Regions from separate parts of the Zea mays genome. Here region 2 is linked to region 1. The links are chromatin contacts, called in public Hi-C maps. All regions are on one chromosome and are shown on one strand. Each heading gives the region's core, a stretch centred on a gene start, on an enhancer-like site or on the middle of the called end of the contact. The rest is flanking DNA. Distances are from core to core; before and after follow the strand shown.

Evidence for each region. Hi-C and Micro-C count contacts between places; a contact is called where the count stands out from the background.
Region 2: a contact with region 1 is called in a Hi-C map of leaf, with 5 times the contacts expected there. The contact joins the enhancer-like site here to the promoter of LOC103647892 in region 1. A contact is called at or near these places in 4 of 25 Hi-C or Micro-C datasets (ear and leaf).

What each region holds. Positions count from the first base shown.
Region 1 is chr2:220,415,960-220,421,754 of Zm-B73-REFERENCE-NAM-5.0, forward strand. LOC103647892 (10 kDa chaperonin, mitochondrial) reads left to right here and starts at 3,352. Exons shown (of 3, transcript XM_008672388.3): 1 at 3,352-3,735; 2 at 4,604-4,746; 3 at 5,355-5,662. The coding sequence starts at 3,631. The coding sequence ends at 5,403.
Region 2 is chr2:220,570,718-220,576,964 of Zm-B73-REFERENCE-NAM-5.0, forward strand. LOC100191632 (lipid binding protein) reads left to right here. Exons shown (of 13, transcript NM_001137061.1): 6 at 1,807-1,908; 7 at 1,988-2,062; 8 at 2,138-2,217; 9 at 2,291-2,441; 10 at 2,500-2,730. Among protein-coding and RNA genes, the nearest start is that of LOC111590896, 9.8 kb to the right of the region's middle. Within about 2 kb of position 3,799, at least 15 of the 20 cell types and tissues checked have an H3K27ac peak or open chromatin away from gene starts, as enhancers often do. A contact at or near this core is called in ear and leaf, where this site is marked.

The sequences.
Region 1 (5,795 bases), core at 2,102-4,601:
CTAAGATATTTTTGCATGCGATATCTATTGTATTAACAGGAAATGGTTGTGTGTCCACTTGCATTTCCTGAAAAGCCAATCGGCCCTCATTTATGGCCGATTGTACCTGTCGACGAAAAACATTACAGTCATTGGTGGCATGAGAAAAAGAATTATGCCACTTACAATAAGCACGTCTCTTTAATTCATCTATAGGAGGGATAGTATGAGTTAATTTAATGTTGCCATTTTTAAGTAGCTCATCAAATATCTTATCGCATTTGGCAACATTAAAGGTAAATTTAATCTCTTCTTGCCGATTCTTTTGAACCGGCTGTAAGGAAGAACATGCTGAAGATTTGGCCTTTGTTGACCAAATAAACTCAGCGGTATATACATCTGCGGATTCATCATCTGAACTATCACGCTCTATTAGATGTATAGTACGGGCGGCCGATTTTGATGTCTCTTTAAATCGGCTTTCACAGGCTAAAGCCCGCTGATGTAGCTGGGCTATCGAAAAGAACTGGGTCCCATCTAATTTGTCTCTTAAGTAGGATAGCAACCCATTAAAAGCTAACCCTGCTAGCTCTTTGTCTGCGACATGGATCCGAAAGCATCGGTTTCTAGTGTCCCGGAACCTCCGGATATAATCATTAACCGATTCTTCGCGTCCTTGTCGAACTGAAGCTAAGTCAGCTAGTCCTAATTCATATTCCCCGGCAAAGAAATATTCATGAAATTTACTTTCTAACTCATTCCAGGAATTAATGGAATTAGGAGGCAGGGCGGCGTACCATGCAAAAGCGGTACCAGTAAGGGATAGAGAAAATAACCGAACACGAAATGCTTCTCCATCGGCCAATTCACCTAGGTGTGCTAGGAACTGGCCTATGTGTTCGTGTGTGCTTCTCCCATTCTCACCAGAAAACTTAGAAAATTCTGGTATCCTTGCCCCTTGTGGATATGAGACAGTGTCAAACCGGTGATTATACGGCTTTTGGTATGATTGCCCTACTCTGGCTACACTAACTCCAAACTTATCTCGAAATAGTTCGGTCATCTCTTCCCTAATTTTTTCCATTGCACCCGGTGGCAGACCACCGGACCCTGGGCTGTGGGGCTCATTTGGTCGGGTATTAGTATACCGGCCTTCTTGCCGTGACCGATCGATAGTGTTGATCGGTCTGTGGTTGTATGGTACGTTATGGTTTAAATATGTAGAGGGCGAAACATACTGCTGCTGAGGTGTGTAATAATTTGGTGCATGGTGTGCAACAACAGGTTCTGCGTATGTGTATCCAGTTTGTCCGGTGGTAAATCCGAACTGACCGGTTGCGTTCGCCATTATCGGGACGCCATGTGGTAGTCCTGTGGCAGGCCCGGACTGTCCGGCAAGGAAAGACGGACGGTCCGTGTAAGGGCCGGACGGTCCGGGCAGAAGCTCGGACGGTCCGACCGCGTCCAGGGTCACCGGTCTGCCAAGCAGGGACGGCGGTGGTCCTAGGGCGGCCCCAGACTGTCCGGCAGAGCAAGCCGGACGGTCTGCATATGGGCCGGACGGTCCGGGCAGAAGCTCGGACGGTCCGACTGTGTTCATGGGTGCCAATCTACCAAGCAGGGATGGCGGTGGTGGTACTTGTCCTGTATATGAGTTCATCGGCATACCATATAATGGCTGGGGCTGCAAATCCCCATTTGTTGCCGATGTATTAGACATAGATATCCTGTTACTAGTCTCATATGATGGAAAACTAGGAGCAACAGACTTCTCCAACGTACGCGTTAATTTTCTAATTGACTCTTCTAACCCTACAATCTGTTGTTTCATTTGATCCTGCTGCTGATCTACATACTGTTTAATAAATTGGATGTCGTCGGGTTTACTTACGTTGGGGACTTGAAGCGAAGATAGAAGAGATGCGACGTCGGTCTCTCCATGTTTGACAACTTTCTGGTGGCGATCCACCGTGTATTGTGATAAGAATTTCTCCCTCGCTTGACGCATGTAGTCCTCGTATTGCTGTTGCTCATCGACCGTCAGACTTTCAACAGCCGGCTTCAGGATATTGTCCGGGGAGATATCGGTGTGATCTTTAGAACCGGCCATTTGAGGGCCTGATTTTTAGTAGATCTAAACACCTTCCCCAGCGGAGTCGCCAAAAAGTATGTTGACACCTTTTTCGGGTGCCAAACACTCAACAAGAACCGGCGGCAGTGCTCTCTGCACAGGCGCGGACGGTCCGCGACCAGGGACCGGACGGTCCGCGACCTAGAGCAGGGGCAAAGGTTCCCTGCCTGACGGCCGGACGGTCCGCGCCTACAGGCCGGACGGTCCGCGCGTGCGCAGGGGGTGGCGAAGGTCGCCGGCGGCGCCTGGATCTCGCTCCCGGGAGGGACCCCGTCGGGGAGGAGAGATCCTAGGTGTCGTCTAGGCTCGGCAGGCCGACCTAGACTCCTCTAATCGACGTAGAGTCGAAGAGAGACGGAGAATTTGGAGATTGAGAGGCTAAACTAGAACTAGACTAGAACTATTCCTAATGCGTAAGGTAAAAACGAGAAATAGACTTGATTTATTCGATTGATGGGGGGTTCAATCGGCCGTAGCCCTTCATCTATATAAAGGGGGAGGTCTGGATCCGTTTCCAACTGTTTCCCGAGTTAATCCCGCGGTTTTAGGCAACAAATCCCGCGAGAAACTAGGAACCCTAACTGACTCTGCGCGCGCGGACCGTCCGCGCCGCCACCGCGGACCGTCTGGACCGCGGACCGTCCGGCCTCAGGGCCGGACCGTCCGCAAGGCTCATTTTAGACTTCAACAATTACGTAGAAGGAAAATCGAAGTCTGTCGCGTAGGATAGTTCGGCTAGGCCGAGGGACCTGCCGACTTGACGGAGAGTCGATGCAGATCTGATTCCGCGGCAACGTCGAGGTAGAACGTGCTGATAACGTGTTGAGAACTACGTCACCACGGATCACCATATCCACTCCCTTCCCTCCCGTCAGCAGCAGAGGCGCAAGAAACTGTAGAAGACCCGTCTCCCTTCCCATAAGCATGACAAAAAGTACACAAGACACATGGTGTAGAGTTGGGCCTCTGGCCTCTTTTTCTTCTCTGTATTATGAGGGGTGCACAAGTTCCTTATATAGAGATGTGAGACCCCTCAGGGGTAAAGTCGGTATTTGCCCACATAACCCTAACTAGGGTTACTTAACAGCCGCGGCGGCACTGCAAACCTGCTGGATTGGGCCTCTTGATCGTGTTCTGGGACCGTGTAGCCACAGCCCGACTAAATGAGCCGTAGGCTTTATCAAGAAGCAGTAGCTCGCCTTTAGCGGGCCCAGAAACTCTTGTTAGAGAAATAGTGGGCCATCCGGGGGCTCGGCCCATACCAGCCAATGAAGAACGTTCTAGAGGGCACCCGAGAGGCCGGGAGCACGCTGGCACGTTGCGGCGGCGCAGAGCACATCCCCAATTCCCCAGGAACAGGCTCGTAATTTTTCCACTGCCATCGCACCCTTTCATAAAACCCTAAACCCAGGACCCAGGTTTATCGGTGAGGCGAGCCGCGAGTGGAACTGTGGAAGCGTCGAGCTTTTTTCTTCTTTGTCTTGCTGCGCAAGAAGAAGGGAAACGAGAGGAGGGCGGCGATGGCGAAGAGGCTGCTCCCGTCGCTGAACCGGGTGCTGGTGGAGAAGCTGGTGCAGCCCAAGAAGACCGCCGGCGGCATCCTCCTCCCGGAAACATCCAAGCAGGTAGCAGCACCATCGCCCGCTAATGTTGTTTTTGATTAGTTTAGTGGATTCAGTTTCCGGCGAGGGGCGTTTAGATCATGGTGTCAGGAAAGGTGTTCCGCGCCGCTCGCTTGCCTAACTGAAAACGTCTGCAGGGGTTGGGCGGTTGCAGGTTGGGCGATTTGGATCGCTTTGTAGATTGCGAATAGTTGTAAGCAGCTGCAAATTTTCTCGATTCTTCCACCCACCGGTGAAGTTAGTTCTCATTGGGTTGTAGCTAGGTCTATGTGATTCAGATTGCTTGGTTTGGACTGCGATTCTTAACTTAGGTATAACAATATTATCGTACAACTGGGTATGTTTTTTTTATGAAGCATAAATTTAAATAGCATGCTTTATGGCTACATGCAGTTCCAAACTTTTGTGTCCCGTTGGTTCTGACCACATTGTCTGCGGGATTTCAGTAAGCTACATGAGTTTCTATTCTTAAAAAAAGAACAAGTTTTTAAGTTTTTACCTGAAAACGTTCATGTGCTAGTAGCTATCTGAGTTTCTATTTTCTTTTCACACTTTTTAATTTAGCATGCTTTTAATGGCTAGTTGCAGTTTTACATTTTCCTCTCTTTATGGCTTTTGGGTAGTGTTGGTTTTCAACTGGAGAAACGAATTGTCTTATGTTTTTGAAGTGTACATTAATTCACTGTTTAACAATATTTCTGTGGAAATATCCTTCTGTATTGTTTCAAATAAAGATACTTTCGTTTTCAATTTGGACTTATTAATTAATTATTTAGTATTCAACATTGTATTTGGGTGTGTTCAACTGGAGGAACGAATTGTTGTAGCTTTAGAATCAATTCTCTGTTTAACAGTGTTGCTCTTGGTGCAGCTGAATGCTGCTAAAGTGGTGGCTGTTGGCCCTGGTGAGCGCGACAAGGCAGGCAATCTGATCCCAGTTGCTCTGAAGGAAGGCGACACTGTTCTTCTGCCCGAGTATGGTGGATCTGAAGTCAAGCTTGCGGCTGATAAAGAGTAAGCGTTCTTCTGTGCTTGAAAATGTTGTGCTATACTGCTACTGCCTGATCAATCTCTCAATAAGGCACACAGTACTACAGTAGAACTGTTGTAATATATAAAAAATTGTCTTGCAGCTGTATTATTTGCTGTTCTAAAAAACCATCCTGACATGTTGAACTAGCACAAATCCATAATATATGATATGGAATCATGGTAGCAACTAGTCCTCGGTCCCAAATTAAAATTCACTTTAGGTAATTAGTGGATTTATACAATATTTGATGTATGTGTTTTATATGTGTCTAGATTCATCGTGATCTAAATATAGACATTAAAACCAAGTGCTAAAATGACTACTATTTTAGGACAGTATTTTAATTGTCAAATGTTTTGTGGTTGTTAGATGCGCTGCATGCCAACCCATGGTTTTTGTGTCTATAGATAAAAACATGTCGTATCTTAACATCTCTGGTTGCTACCTGGCAATACAATCAGTTGTGGGAAGCAAATGCAGCGTTAACAGGCTGTTTGATTTGTTTTCATTCAAGATTATTTTTCTGTTTATGACATCATCACAATTGTTTCTCTTGACCTGAGCCGTTGCTCTTCTGAAAAAAAATCAGGTACCTCCTCTTCAGAGAGGATGACATTTTGGGCACACTTGTGGACTGATTCAGATCGCGGGCAAGCGGGTGGTGGTGATATGCGTAGGATTTGAAGCTGGGAACAAACTCCAGAAAGAACTGTGCCCTGTCGTGATGTCATAAATTTGTGGTGAAACATCATATCATGAGGATAAAACTTGTTGCTTTTTTGTGATGCAATTTAGAAAACTTTCGAATTTGAACTGGTTCCCAATATTTTGTTCTCCTCCCTGTCCCCTGTTGAAGTGCTCTCTGTTTTAAGTTAGCAATTAACGGGATCGGATTTACTTGTGAACCTTTGCACGATCCATCAAAGGCGAAGGCAGCAGCTGGGCATGCCGCTCAATCTGATTATCGGTGCTGTTCAACTGAAGATGGCGCATGATCCCGCATACGGGTTGCCTGGTTCGGTTGCTAGCC
Region 2 (6,247 bases), core at 2,549-5,048, 160 kb after region 1:
ACCCTCTCAAGCGCCTAGGGCTGCTACCCTAGAACCAAGTCTGCGGCAGAGGGGTATAACCTCGCCGGAGAAGACAGCTATCCCCATGGACCGAAGGTCCATGACACCTGGTATCAGCTCCAGGTTATCCTCACCACCACCAGCCGCCCATCCCTCACCACCACCAGCCGCCGCGCCATTTGCCGCCGCAACGCCCTCCCACCCGCCCTCTCCAACTCTAGATGCATTCACTCGGCTCGAAGAGAAGTGGGATCAATTCGTTGTGATGTTCCACCGCTACAAGGAGAAGACAGAGAAGGAACTCCAAGCAGCGGTGCGGCTTCAGGAGGCAGCGCGAGGGTTCCTGGCACGCCGCCAGGTACAGTCCCTTCGTGGGGAGAAGCACCTTGCTGTGGCCTCCAGGGCCACCCCATGGCCGTCATCACATGAGCAGGCCGTGGTGCGCCTGCAAGCCGCAGTGCGCGGCTTCCTTGTTAGGCGGGCGGTGCGGAAGCTGCACTTGCTGATCAGCTCATCGCTGCACCAACTCGCAGCCTGCGCGCCCAACCACCAGGTCTCGTCTATACTTTTTGAATCCCCTGCAGAAGTCAAGATCTGGGTATGCAATCCCCCTGCACGGCCAAAGAGGGTCGTCTCCTTCATTCGGGCAACTGCCTTGGTGCTGGACAGACCCAACATAAGAACGGGCTGGTTCCTCCTTCACCTTTCATCCAACGTGAAGTCCGCAGTTCAGCTCTTTCCTTGGGATCCAGGAGGACAGGAGGACATAGCTACAGTTCAAATTTATATTTTAGTTCCACAATTATTTTGCATTTTCGTCTTAAATAATAAAGGTAAGCCGAGATGTAAAAGGCTTAACCTTAAGTCGTGTCAGGTAAGTCTATGGCAGCTCGAGGACGAGCTGGTCCTCAAGGGAGGGGGAGATGTCATGGGCATCATAGGGAGCGAGAGGCAACAGCCAGGCTGGGATAAGGCTAGAGAACAAGATTGAGATGAGCTAGGATAAGGCTAGAGAATAAGATTGAGATGAGAGAATTGTGGAGAGTTGGTTAGCAGCAGATAAGTCCAAGAAAGTAGGAGTTAGTTGAGAGTTTGTAGGAGAAGTTGGTTAGCCATAGGGCTATTTATAAGCCACATGGCAACAGGGAATAAATCAAGCAAGATCATTATCAAACCAATCTCTCTCCCTTGCAATGACCCTCTCAAGCGCCTAGGGCTGCTACCCTAGAACCAAGCCTGCGGCAGAGGGGTATAACCTCGCCGGAGAAGACAGCTATCCCCATGGACCGAAGGTCCATGACACATATTCAGTGCAATGGCATGGAACAATTATTATTTTGTTGTTCGTGGCTCTTGTTGGGTTTCATCTCTAGCCTACTCTAACACACTTGAGTTGAGACTAAAAGGCTCCATTGTCTTTGTTGTTATTCAGGTGCATTCTGTTAGACATATATTCTTGTGCATTCTGTTAGTATTGAGCTTGGGTTTTGAGCCATGTAATCCTAAGCATAGCTGGCCAGCCCTTGATTGATTAGGAATAGGAGAGTCATTCTTGGTTGGTATTGTTTCTATAGGCCAAGATCTCCTGTGGCCTATATATACATGTACTCATCTAATCAATCAATCTACTATTTTCATGCAATCCCTATTGCTTATGCATGGATCATGGAAGGGAAAATGTTGCACGATTTTTTTGAGCAGTTGAACATTTGAAATATGCTTGATGTTATGTAGCAGGCTATATTTTTTTAGATCATGGTGTAATTATATAGAGTACTAAGTACATGTTTCTTTTTTCCATGTTAGGTGAAAAATATTGGATTCACAGGAGTACTTCGGCTCATATTTAAACCGCTGGTGTCTGAATTCCCCTGTTTTGGAGCTGTTTGCTGTTCTTTAAGGGAGAAGGTATCACATTTTTCTTTCAGATCTAATTCTCCTCGAAATGACTCTAGTAGACTGCATGTTTTGATTAGTTTGATTTCAGAGCAAGGTGGAATTTACCCTCAAGGTTATTGGTGGCGAAATGACTGCTATTCCAGGAATTTCTGATGCAATTGAGGTTTTTTTAATACATCATCCACTTTATTTTAGCATGTACTACTTCTGTCATGTTACATTTATTGAACAATTTCAGGGGACAATACGTGATACTATTGAGGATACACTGACATGGCCGAATCGCATAATTGTTCCCATTGTACCTGGAGACTATAGGTAACTCACTGCATACATAATCTGGAAGTATGTATGTTTGTCATTGGGTTGTTGAGTATGTCTATTCTTTCAGTGACTTGGAGTTGAAACCTACTGGGGTATTAGAAGTAAAACTGGTGGAAGCTAGGGACCTAAAGAACAAGGATCTTGTGGGAAAGTCGGACCCTTTTGCATTGATATACATACGTCCATTGCATGATAAAACAAAGAAAAGCAAAACAATTGTAAGTGCATTCTCTTGTTTAAGGCAGATGAATGTCATCCTAACTTATTCTTCTGCAGAACAATGATTTGAATCCCATCTGGAATGAGCACTATGAATTTGTGGTTGAGGACATATCTACGCAGCACTTGACTGTAAAAATTTATGATGATGAAGGACTCCAATCATCAGAGATCATTGGGTGTGCTCGAGTAGACTTAGCTGATATACAGCCAGGAAAAGTGAAGGATTTATGGTTAGATCTTGTGAAGGACCTGGAAATTCAACGAGACAAGAAACCTCGTGGTCAGGTCAGCTGATGCAATTTGCATGTCTTTTCCAGGTTTAGGTGCAGGTTTACAGGTTTAACTAGTATGAGGTTAGACCGTAGAATTGGCTCTATGGCATTTTAATTCCATCACATTTTCTAGTTATAGTTGTGAATGAATGGATATGCTAGGCATAGTCATGATCTGCCGTAAGATTTACAACACAATAGTGCTCCTACTTCGTCTTTAATCAGTTTTTGATTTTAAAGGGCAAACCCAGTGCTAGAGGCTCCCACATGAGGCCTTGTTCGGTTACATGAGGATCAGAGGGGATTGAGGGGGATTAAATTCCTTTCTATTCAATTTTGACTAGTATGGGGTTTAATTCCCTCCAATACCCTTCAATCCAGTCCCAACCGAACAAGCCCTGAGTGGGGTCTAGGGAAGGGATAAACCGAGGCAAGCCTTCCTCGCAAATGCGGAGAGGCTGCTTTGAACCCGCAGCCTGGTGACTCAATGAAACAACGGTCACCACTGTCTCAGTCAGCTTTTGGTTTTAGAACTAGAGAAGTATTTTAGTTGAAATGATGATAACACGCTAATCAAGTCAAATTGAAAGCGAAGGTATTTGGCGAGTGTTAAGGCCCATCCTATTGCTAAGGCCTGCTGGCCTCTATATAATCTCTGCAGCCCCTATGGACTAATCATCATTTGTCATTTCCAAAGGTAACATGGTAACAAAGTAGGTTAGGGTTAGCTTTAATCCCTCCCTCTAATCACACCACTTTTTTCGTCCGTCGGCGCCCGCACGTCTGGTGGCGCCCGCCTGGTCGCGTCCGCCTACGTGTCTGACTGCCACGGACTGTCATGTCTTCTCCGGCGCCCGTCGCGTCCGTCTGCACGTCCGCCTACGCGCGTGTCCTATCTCTGGCGGGTGGAACTTCGGGCCACCGCGTCCGCCCGCACGTCCTGTCTCTCGCGGCGACGCGTCTTCTCCGGTAACCGGCGGTCGGCAGCAGATGTTCTTTGGCGACGCCCACCCGCCCTTGCTCTGCTTCACGCGTCCAGTGGCGCGTCTCCAACGGCGCCGTCTGTGCCCGTGCGTGTGGATGGTCTTTGTCCACGTGCGACCAGCCCATTGGATCTGCAACCCGGTGGGGCTGACCAGACCTGTGCGGCTCTGAGGTCTTCGTATTCCCTGGTTGCTGGGCTGCTGCCGCTGGGACCTATTCTTTGGTCGGATATGATTCGCCTTCGGTGATTTTGTCACTAAGTTTTCTGATCGTTCATTCAGTTGCTTTCTCATCACTATGCCAGCCAATACTATAGTTGTCAATATTGTGCTTGATGGTCAGAACTACCTTGAGTGGGCCTTTTGTGTTCAGACTGCATTGAGAGGTCATTGGTTTACTCTTCCACCTCACTGAAGCTCCACTAGTTCTTGCTGATGATCGAAGCAATGCTGCAGCGATCAAAACATGGCAAATTAATGATGGCAAAGTTATGGCTGCAATGGTCAACAGTACCAGATCATCTATGATAATGAGTTTGTCAAAATTCACAACTGCTAAAGCTATTTGGTCACATTTGAAGGAACACTTTGTTCAAGATAGTGGTTCGCTGTTACACACCCTTATGCAACAAACTCATACCATTGAACAACATGATATGTCTATTGATGAGTATTACTCAGCCTTTGATCGTCTGATGGGTGCATTGACCTCTATGGTGCCTGCTTGTACAACTGTTCCATGTCCCACTCATTAATTTATTGAGAAGTTCTTCACCTACAAATTTGTTATGGGAGTTCGACCTGAATTTGATACACTTCATGCCCGATTGCTTCATACTTCTGACACTCTCACCATGGCTAAGGCGTTGTCTGAATTACTTGCTGAAGAGACTCGTCTTAAGTCAATGTCTTCTTCTGTTGGTGAGGGTCCTCACAGTGTGTTGGCTGCTGTTCAGAAACCCAGGCGTCCCTCTTTTCAACCTTGTGAGCATTGTAAACAGACTACTCACCGCTCCAAAAAATGCTTTGCTAAGTTTGGTACTTCTCCATGATATGATCATCTTCGAGTTTTTGGATGCACATGTTATGTCTTATTAGCACCCCGCAAACGGACTAAATTGACTGCTCAATCTGTTGATTGTGTTTTTCTTGGCTACAGTCCTGAACATAAAGGCTATCGATGTTATGATCCATCTTCTCGTCGCATTCATATTTCATGGGATATGAGTTTCAATGAAAACGGACCCTTCTTCCACAACTCGTCCACCAGCTCCACATACTTTCCCATAGAGTCCACATCCTTCATATGTCTTCCCACAGAGTCCACATCCTTCCTAGTCCTGATGCAGAACCAGTTGTGGATACTTGTACTAACAATATTGAGTCATCTGCTGTTTTTAATCAGGGATATTGTCTTCGTGACCATTGCACCATTGAACCTCTAGATCGCTATGGTTTTCCACTGGCTGCTACAGTAATTGTTGAACTATCCTCTTATCATGAGGCTTCTAGTATCCCTGAGTGGCAGCTTGCTATGCTTGAGGAATTGGCTGCTCTTGAACGCACGGGTACGTGGGATATTGTTCCTTTACCTACTAATGTTGTGCCCATCACATGCAATTGGGTCTTTCAAGTTAAGACAAAGTCTAATGGTTCCATTGAGCGCTACAAAGCTTGTCTCGAGGCTCGTGGTTTCCAACAGACTCAAGGACTTGATTATGATGAGACTTTTGCACCAGTTGGCAGTTGCCCATATGACCATTGTTCGTACATTGATTGCTGTTGCAGTCTCATCCTCTTGGACTCTCTCTCAGATGGATGTTAAAAATGCTTTTCTTCATGGTGATCTACATGAAAAAGTTTATATGCATCCACCTCCTGGTGTTGATGCACCATCAGGGCATGTTTGTCGTCTTCGACATGCCTTATATGGTCTGAAACAGGCCCCTCGTGTCTGGTTTGAGAGATTCTTTTCTGTCATCAAGGATGTCGGTTTCTCTTCTGGTGATCATGATCTAGCATTATTTATCCATACATGTACAAAAGGCTGTACTATACTATTATTATATGTGGATGACATGCTGATTACAGGGGATGATTCTGAGCATATTTCTCAAGTCAAGAAGCATCTTAGCAAAGAATTTCAGATGTCTGATTTGGTCCTCTTAGATATTTCTTGGGTATTGAGGTCCTACAAACCATAAAAGGATTTTATTTATCACAATCCAAGTACATCCAAGATGTTCTTGACCGTTCAAGTATTACTAATACTTGCACTGTTGTGACACCAATGGATATTCACTTGCAACTTCGTTCGACTGATGGGACACCTCTAGAGGATTCATCTCGATATTGTCGTATTGTGGGCAGTCTTGTTTACCTTATAATCACCAGACTTGATATTGCTCATGCTGTTCAAATTTTGAGTCAGTTTGTATCTGCCCCTACATCAATTCATTATGGTCATTTGCTTCGTGTGTTGCGATATTTACAAGGCACGAGATCCAGATGTTTAGTTTATGTTGTTGATAGTCCTCTATAGCTTCA